Regions from separate parts of the Zea mays genome. Here region 2 is linked to region 1. Evidence: chromatin contacts called from public Hi-C data. All regions are on one chromosome and are shown on one strand. The core of a region is the stretch at or near the end of the contact, and the rest is flanking DNA. Distances in the headings are between cores, read along the strand shown. Region 1 holds the start of LOC103632188 (chromatin assembly factor 1 subunit FSM). Region 2 holds the start of LOC103632191.

Evidence for each region. Hi-C and Micro-C count contacts between places; a contact is called where the count stands out from the background.
Region 2: a contact with region 1 is called in a Hi-C map of tassel, with 4 times the contacts expected there. The contact joins the promoter of LOC103632191 here to the promoter of LOC103632188 in region 1. A contact is called at or near these places in 6 of 25 Hi-C or Micro-C datasets (bundle sheath, ear, leaf and 3 more).

Annotation. Positions count from the first base shown.
Region 1 is chr7:28,953,235-28,958,040 of Zm-B73-REFERENCE-NAM-5.0, forward strand. LOC103632188 (chromatin assembly factor 1 subunit FSM) reads right to left here and starts at 1,720. Exons shown (of 13, transcript XM_020541190.3): 1 at 1,456-1,720; 2 at 309-828; 3 at 70-169. The coding sequence starts at 749.
Region 2 is chr7:29,202,048-29,207,104 of Zm-B73-REFERENCE-NAM-5.0, forward strand. LOC103632191 reads left to right here and starts at 1,345. Exons shown (of 7, transcript XR_002263601.3): 1 at 1,345-2,347.

The DNA.
Region 1 (4,806 bases), core at 470-2,969:
CACAAACACATTGGCACCATATAACTTTATACTTATAAAGAGAAACTGGGGGAAGATAAATCATCATACCCGAAAGAACCAGAATCCTTTTATGGATTAATTTCCGAGCTGTGCGTCGAATGCTCAAACTACTACGTAGATGCAAGGGTAATAATGCCAAATCTTCTGTCTGTCCCATAGGCATATACAGATCAAGAAAACTTTAGGATTACCATAGAATGGAGAAATTGACAGAAAAGAAAGCAATACGTATTAGTTTTTTTCTCGAATGACACAGGACAGTAATAAGTATTAGATTTATATATTACCTCCCAACACCAAAGGCTTGAATCCGACTCATCCTCCAGACCATTGACATCCATAGCAGAAATCCCATATGAAGATCTCCTACCAATGTTGAGTACTGAGGTGCGCACTGAAGACTCAGTGACACCATATTGCAGCTTCATCCTCTTGTAGATTCCATCTGTTAACTTGGCACAAGAAAGACTGCTCTCCTCCAGCAAGCATGCTATAATAGAGTCATTTGTGGTGCATGAAAGCTCCTCTGGGTTCAGCTGATGACCAGAAACCTCCTTGTAGTATTTATACAGTGCATCCATTTCTTGCTGCCATTCAGCAGATACAGATTTCTTGTCCACCACATCAAATTCAGCATAGGCACGTTTCCTCTTATCCTGCTTCTTGGTTGGCTCTGCTGCACCGGACGCACAATCCGGAGCTGATTCCTTCACCTTATCACCATCCATCAGAAAACCTTTAACAATGTAGATTAGGCGTCATGCAGATGCAGAAACCTTTGAAAGCTGACAAGTAGCAGCTACATGCCTACATTTGGCAAAAAAAAAATGTCATCTGGCCAGTTATCGTCCAGCAAAGATTTGACACCGAACAGATGAGAGGACAGCAAAATTACGTCATCTGGACAGTTATTGACGCTGAACAAATCCTACTAGATTCATATCGGGACCCTGATCGATTCACTAATTACGCTATGAAACCAGCACTAACAATTCAGTTCGCTTCACCAGAGCAATTATGAAACCTATTCTTTTTTCAGATATCAGGCTACTGACAAGTGATACCAATACTACCGACAAGAAACCCAACAACTGATACTTGTTCTTAGAAAACAATTGAAGAAGAGACCCATGATCCACGGGGTGAACTTTCTGAAAAGGGTTTTCGCGAAAATGCTTAAATTCGAGCACAGAACTACAGTACCAAGACATATCACCTTGCAGCGGCCAAGAAACGCGGGGAAACCGTTACGCGACTCTAACTCCGCTCGGTTCTCCAATTCAAGCATCCAAAAATGGAATTAATAAACTCCTCAAAAGAAGAAATAGCCGACACAATCCAAGCAGTTCGACGCACCAAACGCACCCCCCCCCCCCCCCCCCCCCCCCCACCCAAAAAAACACAAAAACTCGCTGCAAATCAGCCACCGCGTACCGGGAACGAGCCGACGGCACGAAAGCAGTTCGATGCTTGGGGTCGGATTCCCCGATGATAACTGCGATTTCCCCTTTCTCTTGCGGCACCTCGTGTCTCTCGACTCTCGTCGCTCCGGTTGAAAGGAAAGAGCGGAGCGGCCGGAGGTGGTGGCAATGTTTTCTTCCCGGGCGCGTGGAGATTCGTGTGGCCGAGGAACCGGACGGTGCAGATATGGTCCTAGAGCGGGGCGGGGAGCGGGCTCATGTCGGGATGTCTTCCCGCCAGACGAGAAGGGAACACAGCAGCAGTTTATCACAGGTCACACAAAATACTTTTTTTTTTCTATTTTGCACTATAAATTATGCTCGCAAGTTGAAGTTTAAATTTGGATATAAAAATAAGTAAACTGTCGAAGATAGCCTTACATCAACACAAATGGTTCATGGGCGAAAAATGAGTTGTTTGGGTCACGAAGGATTTACGTGTGATAGGATTTCTGCCGGCCACGTTCACGGTTAGAGCATCTTTAGCAGTGTCTTAAATCAATGTTTTATTTTAAAATACTATTATATAGCCTATGTTATCACTACGATCTTAAAGAGGGGTCGACGGTGATGATGACGCGAGTGAAGTGCTGACCGGCGACAATGGCACGAGTGAAGGGATGGGGAGCAGGGAGGGGACATTCGAATCGCGGGGGAAGGTAGGGGAGTGGTCAGCACCATGCGGGAGGGTTGGCAATGGCAGCGGCACGAGAGAGGGATCGGCGAGGAAGGGAGAGAGATGAGTGACGAGGGATGAGGGATGATCTAAGTAATATTGACCATCAGATCTGAGTAAGGGACAAGGGGTTAGCCAATGATCTGAACCGTTGGTTTTGATGGTCTGTTAAATCTGGGTGCAATTTGTTGGGTGGGATTTTATAAAGTTTAAACTGATTGATTATTGAGAGCACCTAGAGGGGGTGAATATGTGATCCTGTAAAACTTAAAACTTAACACCACAAACTTGATTAAGAGTTAGTATAATGAAATCAAGTGAGTAGAGAGTAGAACTCTTGTGAAGCACAACAGACACAATAAGGACAAACACAAGAGACACGAGGATTTATCCCGTGGTTCGGCCAAGTACAAAACTTGCCTACTCCACGTTGTGGCGTCCCAACGGACGAGAGTTGCACTCAACTCCTCTCAAGTGATCCAAAGATCAACTTGAATACCACAGTGTTTTTCTTTACTTTGCTCTTTTCCCGTTTGCGAGGAATATCCACAACTTGGAGTCTCTCGCCCTTACAATAAGTATCAATATGAAGCACAAGAGTAGGGGAGAGAAGCAACACACTCAAATCCACAGCAAATACGCACACACAAGACCAAGATTTGAGCTCAAGACAATATCTCGAGGTTCTCACTAGAACGGAGCTCAAATCACTAAGAATGTCGAACAAGTGCGCAAGAATGAAATGTGAGTGATCAACAATGCTCAAGGAATGCTTGGTGTACTCCTCCATGCGCCTAGGGGTCCCTTTTATAGCCCTAAGGCAGCTAGGAGCCGTTGAGAGCATTTCAAGAAGGCAATTCTTGCCTTCTGTCGCCTGGCGCACCGGACAGTCCGGTGCACCACCGGACACTGTCCGGTGCGGATTTCTTTCCTTATTTGGCGAAGCCGACCGTTGACGCTTTGGAGCCGTTGGCGCACCGGACAGTCCGGTGCCCCTTCTGACCGTTGGCTCTTGCCACGCGTCGCATGCGGATTATGCGGCCGACCGTTGGCCCGGCCGACTGTTGACTCACCGGACAGTCCGGTGCACCACCGGACAGTCCGGTGATTTATAGCCGTACGCCGTTAATTGCTTCCCGAGAGCAGCCAGTTGACAGTCGCCGGCCTGGCGCACCGGACACTGTCCGGTGCACCACCGGACAGTCCGGTGCACCCAGACCGAGCTGTCTTTGGCTGAACAAAGCCATCTCTTTTCCTACTTGATTTCTCCTGTTTCCAGCACTTAGACACAATACATTAGTCTCCAAAATAATGTACTAAGTCTTAGAAACATACCTTTTTACTTGATTTGCACTTTATCCATCACTTTGCATAGATTAACATTAGTCCACTTGTGTTGGCACACAATCACCAAAATACTTAGAAATGGCCCAAGGGCACATTTCCCTTTCAATCTCCCCCTTTTTGGTGATTTATGCCAACACAATAAAAAGCAACTAAAAGGAAGTGCAACATCAATACAAATGAAAACACAAATTTGTTTTGTCTCAAATTTGGCATATTTGGATCATCCTTTGCCACCACTTGGTTTTGTTTTTGCAAATCAAACTCAATTCCCTATCTCTAAGTCAAACACACTTGTTGAGGCATAAAGAGAGTTGTTCAAAGACAAATTGATTCAAAGATTTCAAAAACTCCCCCTATTTCCCATAATCAAATATTCTCCCCACAAGATACTAACTTTTGACAATAAGAGACAACAAAGAGTATTTTGACAAACGAAAACTCTAACTCTACCTTTTTCAAAATTCTCAAGTGGTAGCTGATCCATTTCTTGCTTTGGCCTTATTTTCCCCCCCTTTGGAATCAAGCACCAAAATGGGATCAATTTTGGCCCTTTAACCCCATTGCCTCACCAAAATCTTCAACTAAGAGTAAAAAGGCAATAAGAGTACAAAGATGAACTTGGAATTAGTTACTCTTTCATCGGAGTGCAGTGGAAGTCTTGCATGGTCCAAGTCCACCTTTTCCCTTTCAAATCTCCTTTGAGACTAAATTAAGCAAACTCAAGCACACAGTTAGTCTCAAAGGGTCAAGTTGTAGCACATCTCCCCCTAAATATGTGCATTACTTGCAAATGGACTTGTGAGGTCCGGGGAGTGCTTGTACAACTTGAGCACCATAAATAAACAACAAAATTCATTAAGGAACATGATCAAGGCATAAAACATATGTATGCTATAAATCAATCCAGGTTCCGCGAATCTAAGACATTTAGCTCACTACGCAGCTTGCAAAAGGTCGACTCATCTAGAGGCTTGGTAAAGATATCGGCTAGCTGGTTCTCAGTGCTAACATGAAACACTTCGATATCTCCCTTTTGCTGCTGGTCTCTCAAAAAGTGATGCTGAATGTCAATGTGCTTTGTGCGGCTGTGTTCAACAGGATTTTCCGCCATGCGGATAGCACTCTCATTATCACATAGGAGTGGGACTTTGCTCAGATTGTAGCCAAAGTCCCTGAGGGTTTGCCTCATCCAAAGTAGTTGCGCGCAACACTGTCCTGCGGCAACATACTCGGCCTCAGCGGTGGATAGGGCAACGGAGGTTTGTTTCTTAGAACTCCACGACACCAGGGACCTTCCTAAGA
Region 2 (5,057 bases), core at 95-2,594, 250 kb after region 1:
CCAATAGGCTATTTCATGATGAAATTAGTGAATTACTTACCTGCCATTGAGATAATGGCCATGTACAAGTGATGCGCTTTGAATAATTTAAACTGCACGAATGATTAATTCATCATACTTGTTTGACAAGTCTGATGATGACCCATCTAAACATTTAGTGAAAACCATCTGACCGTGATTCATATAGAATAAAAAATATTAATCAAAAGAAGAACGATAATTATTGAACTTTATCATACAAATGAAACTAAAATTGAAATTACATGTAATAACTAGAAAAACTGAGTTAGCATAATTTAAAAACACTTAAGAATCTAAATATTAGGAACTGTTTGAGGCTAAGGTTATTTTTTCCTAATATTATTTAGTAACTTACTAAATCTAAGGCTGTTTTTCTTAGTGTTGAAGAAAGTACAAATATGGGTGGAGAATGGTAGGAGATGGTCTCACTTATTTTAAATGTGAGATCAATGAGCACCCAAGACCTACTGCAACCCAATGATTAGGGATGCATTTGGATGTTTGGAGATCCGAATTATTCGTATTCGTATTCGGATAAAGTGATAATATGGATATTCGTATTTGTATTCGATTTTAATATGGATGTTAAATAGACATATCTGAATTCGTTTTTTCTCTATCCGATTTAAGATTCGTATTCGACAAAACCATGAAATATCCAATACTATTCGTATCTGAAAGGAAAAAATATTCAATAAAATCAATTTAAACTTACTTTTATTACTAATTACTAATAACAAGTGATTTTAAACATTAAATAATATACTAAAAACTGAAGTACACCATTTAAAATGTTAAAAATATTTATATCATAAACAAATGACTGTGTTAACCTTACATTATTAGTGATATACAATGATAAATTTTAATTAATATTAAAAAGTCTAATTTTGAATACATTAGATTATTGGAGTTCTAGAGTCTAAAATACAAATATACTTAATATACAAAAAGATTATATTTAGAGTATAAAATATAAATATACCAGGTATAAATAATTTATTTAAAAATACGATATTCAACTAAATAATGTATATGTAAAATTGTTCATAATTTACTTGTAATAAGTTTTTTATCAACTATAAATCCATCAATAAAATAAATTAATACTTGTTATGATGCTATGTTCCAAATCAAGTAAGTATCCAAATGTAAATTCGAATTCGAACTATCCATTTTGTATTCGTATCCGACATTATTCGTATTCGTATCCTATTCAAATTAAAATATAGTAAATAGTGACATTCGGATCCGTTTTCGGATACGAATCTATCCCTACCAATGATGGAGCGAGGCAGCCGGCTGGATCCCAATTCCCTCGGCAACACGACACATCACATCCCCGCTAACGCTAAGCCTCCTACATCTAGCTCGTTTTCGGCCATTCCACCGCACGTTGCCTTCCGCCCTTCCCTTCCAGCAGGCGCTGGGCAGGCTGCAGCTGCTTTTTACCGATGGACGCGACGGCGTCGGACCCCTCGTCGGGGCGCAGACGGCAGCTGCAGGGCCCCCGCCCGCCGCGGCTTGCCGTCAACGTGGAGTCCCTCAAGATCAAGAAGCCGGCCGTCACGCGACGACTGAAGACCACCGAGGTCATCGAAGTCCAGCTTGCCGACTTCAAGGCCGCCGTTCAGCGCCTGACAGGTCTTGGCGCCGCTGTCGCCGCAACCGACTACATGGACATGAAATACACAGGACCAGGACCGTCTATGGTGTCGTCACCACGGGTGGAGTTCAGTGACGGATCTACGGCGGGGTGCTCCAGCCCCCCTCCGTCTGAGAAGACAGTGGAGGAGGAAGGAAAAAAAAGAGGAAGGAGAGGAGAAGGAAGGAAGAGGAAGGAAGAAGAGGAGGAAGGAAGAGGAAGGAAGAGAAAAAAAGAGGAAGAAGAGAGAAAAAAGGAGTCCCCGCGGCCACGACTGTGGTTACTCTCGCCCACCACCACCGCTGTCTCAGCCTCCGCGAGGGCGAGGCTAGCGGCCACCGAGAGGGCGATCTGGCCGCTGTCTCTGCCCCGCCCTCCTACGGACTACGGAGAGGACGCGGACAGCTTGGCAGCCGTTCTTAGCCTGCCGGGACGGCCGGGGATCCTGTCGCCTGCGGCTCTGCCGCCGGCTGCGTTCTCTGGGCAGTTCTCGGCGCTGCCGTTTGACCCAAGCTGCCTCTCATGGCTCAAGGAGCTGACCCCCTTCCTGCCCTCTGCAAGCAGATGCGTAGAGGAGCTGGAATGCCTGTTCACGCTGAAACGAAGCACCCTGCTGCTTCCCGGAATGCCATGTCCGGCCACCGTCTCGACGTTTGAGTTGTTCAGAGATGTCCTAGAAATGTAAGTGACTCTACCCTCTTGATTTGATTACTGTGTATTTTACTTTATATAAACGATTCCTGTTTGGAGTTCTCGCTCCAAATATATTAGCACTGCTCTTAGTTCTTGTTGCCAATCACGCTTATTTTTACGCTCCATAATAAACCATAGAGCTTGATCTATTTGGTAGAGTTATTTTGTACTCTATAAAATTTGACTTTCTAGACCTTATTCGATTGCATGGAGATCGAAAAAGATTAAATTTCTTTTATTTAGTCTTAACTAGTAAGAAATTTAATTTCTTCTAATCACCTTCAGACCTAGTTTGAACACTCTTGGATTGGAGATGTTTGGAGGGATAGAAAGTAGTGTTTAAATTCCAATATATCAAAACCCCTCTCAATACATCTTAGTCTACTCGAAGTCCTTCATATTTAGAGTTTCCAAACTAGACCTTAGCTCTTATTCGGTTGCATAGGATCAAAGGGGATTTAAGGATCAATCCACCGGGAATGGTTATATGAGTGAAAATAAGCTCTATGCATGCAGTATAACGCTATAAGTGAAGTGAATCATAATTACCTATATTTTCAGCTACTGGTTTCTTCTAGTTTATTTCGAAAAATCATGTCATAAAATTAATACAGATCATTTGTCAATAAATAAAACTGTCATCACAAAATTAATATACAATCATTTATCAATAAAAATGTCTGAGAGTTTCGGACCCTTTTGAATTTAAATTAGAAGCTTCTCTCCAAGATCTACCAATCAGAATCTAAAGTTGTCTCCAGCACCTCTTATATTCTACCTTATATTCTATTACCATTTCAAACTTTACTATAGATATAATGTCGTCTACAGTGTAAACCCCCTATACCTATCTTATAGGATCTACTAGTCTAAGAGCAAATCCAAAATAAGAATGCTAAAAAGTTTTCCTAAAAATGATTATTGGAGAGACGCTAAAAAATTTTAGGGGTGAATTATATCATGTATACCCCAATCGTTCCCTTAAAAAGCCTAAAAAACTGTACAATTATATCTCCCTGTTTTCAACCGACATCTAGCTACTGCTGAGCATTTTCTCCGTCCAAGGTCATAGATTGAGAAAATTCCAAAGTCATTCAGTTAAACAATTGCTTGTGTGGTGGTAAAGCACCATTCGTCGGGTCTATGAAGCAAGAGAAATCGAAACGGACTGTGGCCCGTTTTGGCGGCGTGCGCGTGCACGGCCTACCTCTCGCGCGGCCGCACGCGTACCCATCGGAGATTCGGAACCACCGCTCAGCCGTACGGATTAGAGAGGTATTACTTACATGCAAATATACGGTAGAGAAGGGGATGGATAAGACTATCTTCGAAAAAGTGTAAAATAGAGGATATATAGAACTGTACATGAGAGAAAAATTTGAAATATGAAATACGATAGAAGATCTGCTCGAAATAATCTAAAGGACGCGAAACTTTTCAGAAAACAGAAAAAAGTTGAAGGAGCGGTCGGAGAAAAAAAATCCAGATTTCTTTTCTAATATCTATATTAGACAGGTTTACGGCTTCTTTTGGAGTTAGCTCTAAGAGCATCTCCAACAACTCCTGATTTATTAGCTTCTAAACCTTTAAATTGGAAGCTCCCTAACAACATTTTAGATCAAAAAACCATTCTCCAAAAGATTCCTATATATCTCCCAGAAAACATTGTAACTACTCCTGCCCGCATCTCTTCTCTTTCCTTCCGTCGTCTCCTATTTGGCTTTTTTTTGCTCTGTCAGTCAGCAAGAGTATGAAAACGTTTTCTCTCAGATTGCGAAACTAGCTCAACGAGACTCAACGAAAGCAAGATTTCCCAAATGAATGCCTCCAAAACATTGGAAGAAAGAAAAAAAAAAAGCACAGCGCAAGGTGCAACTGCTCTTTGACCTGAGCTTTTCATTCTTGTTACGGTTCCTTCACGTCTAATTCCCCTGGAACACTGGTTGGGGAGGACTCTGCTGCAAGTGAAGGATGGTCTGACGTCTACAGAAACGCAGGTCATGGATCGATGACAGGAATAAATGCAAGAACAATCCCAGAACGCGACGGAGGCGGTGAGAGAGGTGGACAACGCAGTGTGCGAGGACGGCATCCGCCGGGGCTGAAGAGCCTCAGCAGGTTCCACCGCTGCTTGACGATGGAGGTTGGCTGCGAGCGCCAGTAGGTATGAGCTCTCTCGCGCCTTGGTCACCGCCGCCGCTGTGGTGCTCATGAGCAGCATCATTATCCCGTGCCCATGGCCATGGCCGCAAGGTCGGGGAGCTCTATTCCCGTGCCAACGCCTCGCAATGTGGCGGCGAGGAGCCGAGCGAGCGATGATGGATTTCTTCGCGCGACGCCAAGGAGCCGGGACAAGCTGATTTCTCGAACGAGAACAAGGAGAAAAGGAAAGATTGGGAGGACAACGCTCGGTGAATATATTCGTCGTGAAGGTGATGTTTTACGCCTGCGATGATATAGGGAGATGGAGTAGGAAGCTGTTGCATACTTGTTTTTGCTTTTTTTTCTAAAAATATAATTTAAGATTAGATGTTTTGGGAGCTATTGGAGATGCTCTAAGCCGATAAACTAAAATCATGATTTTCTTTGTTTCTGGTAAAGTTGATAAATAATCACGCAGTCCGCATATCATTTCCTTTGTTTTCTTTTGTCGCCAACTACTCTCCGTCGCCAGTCAGACGCGGTTCGGCGGTATCTT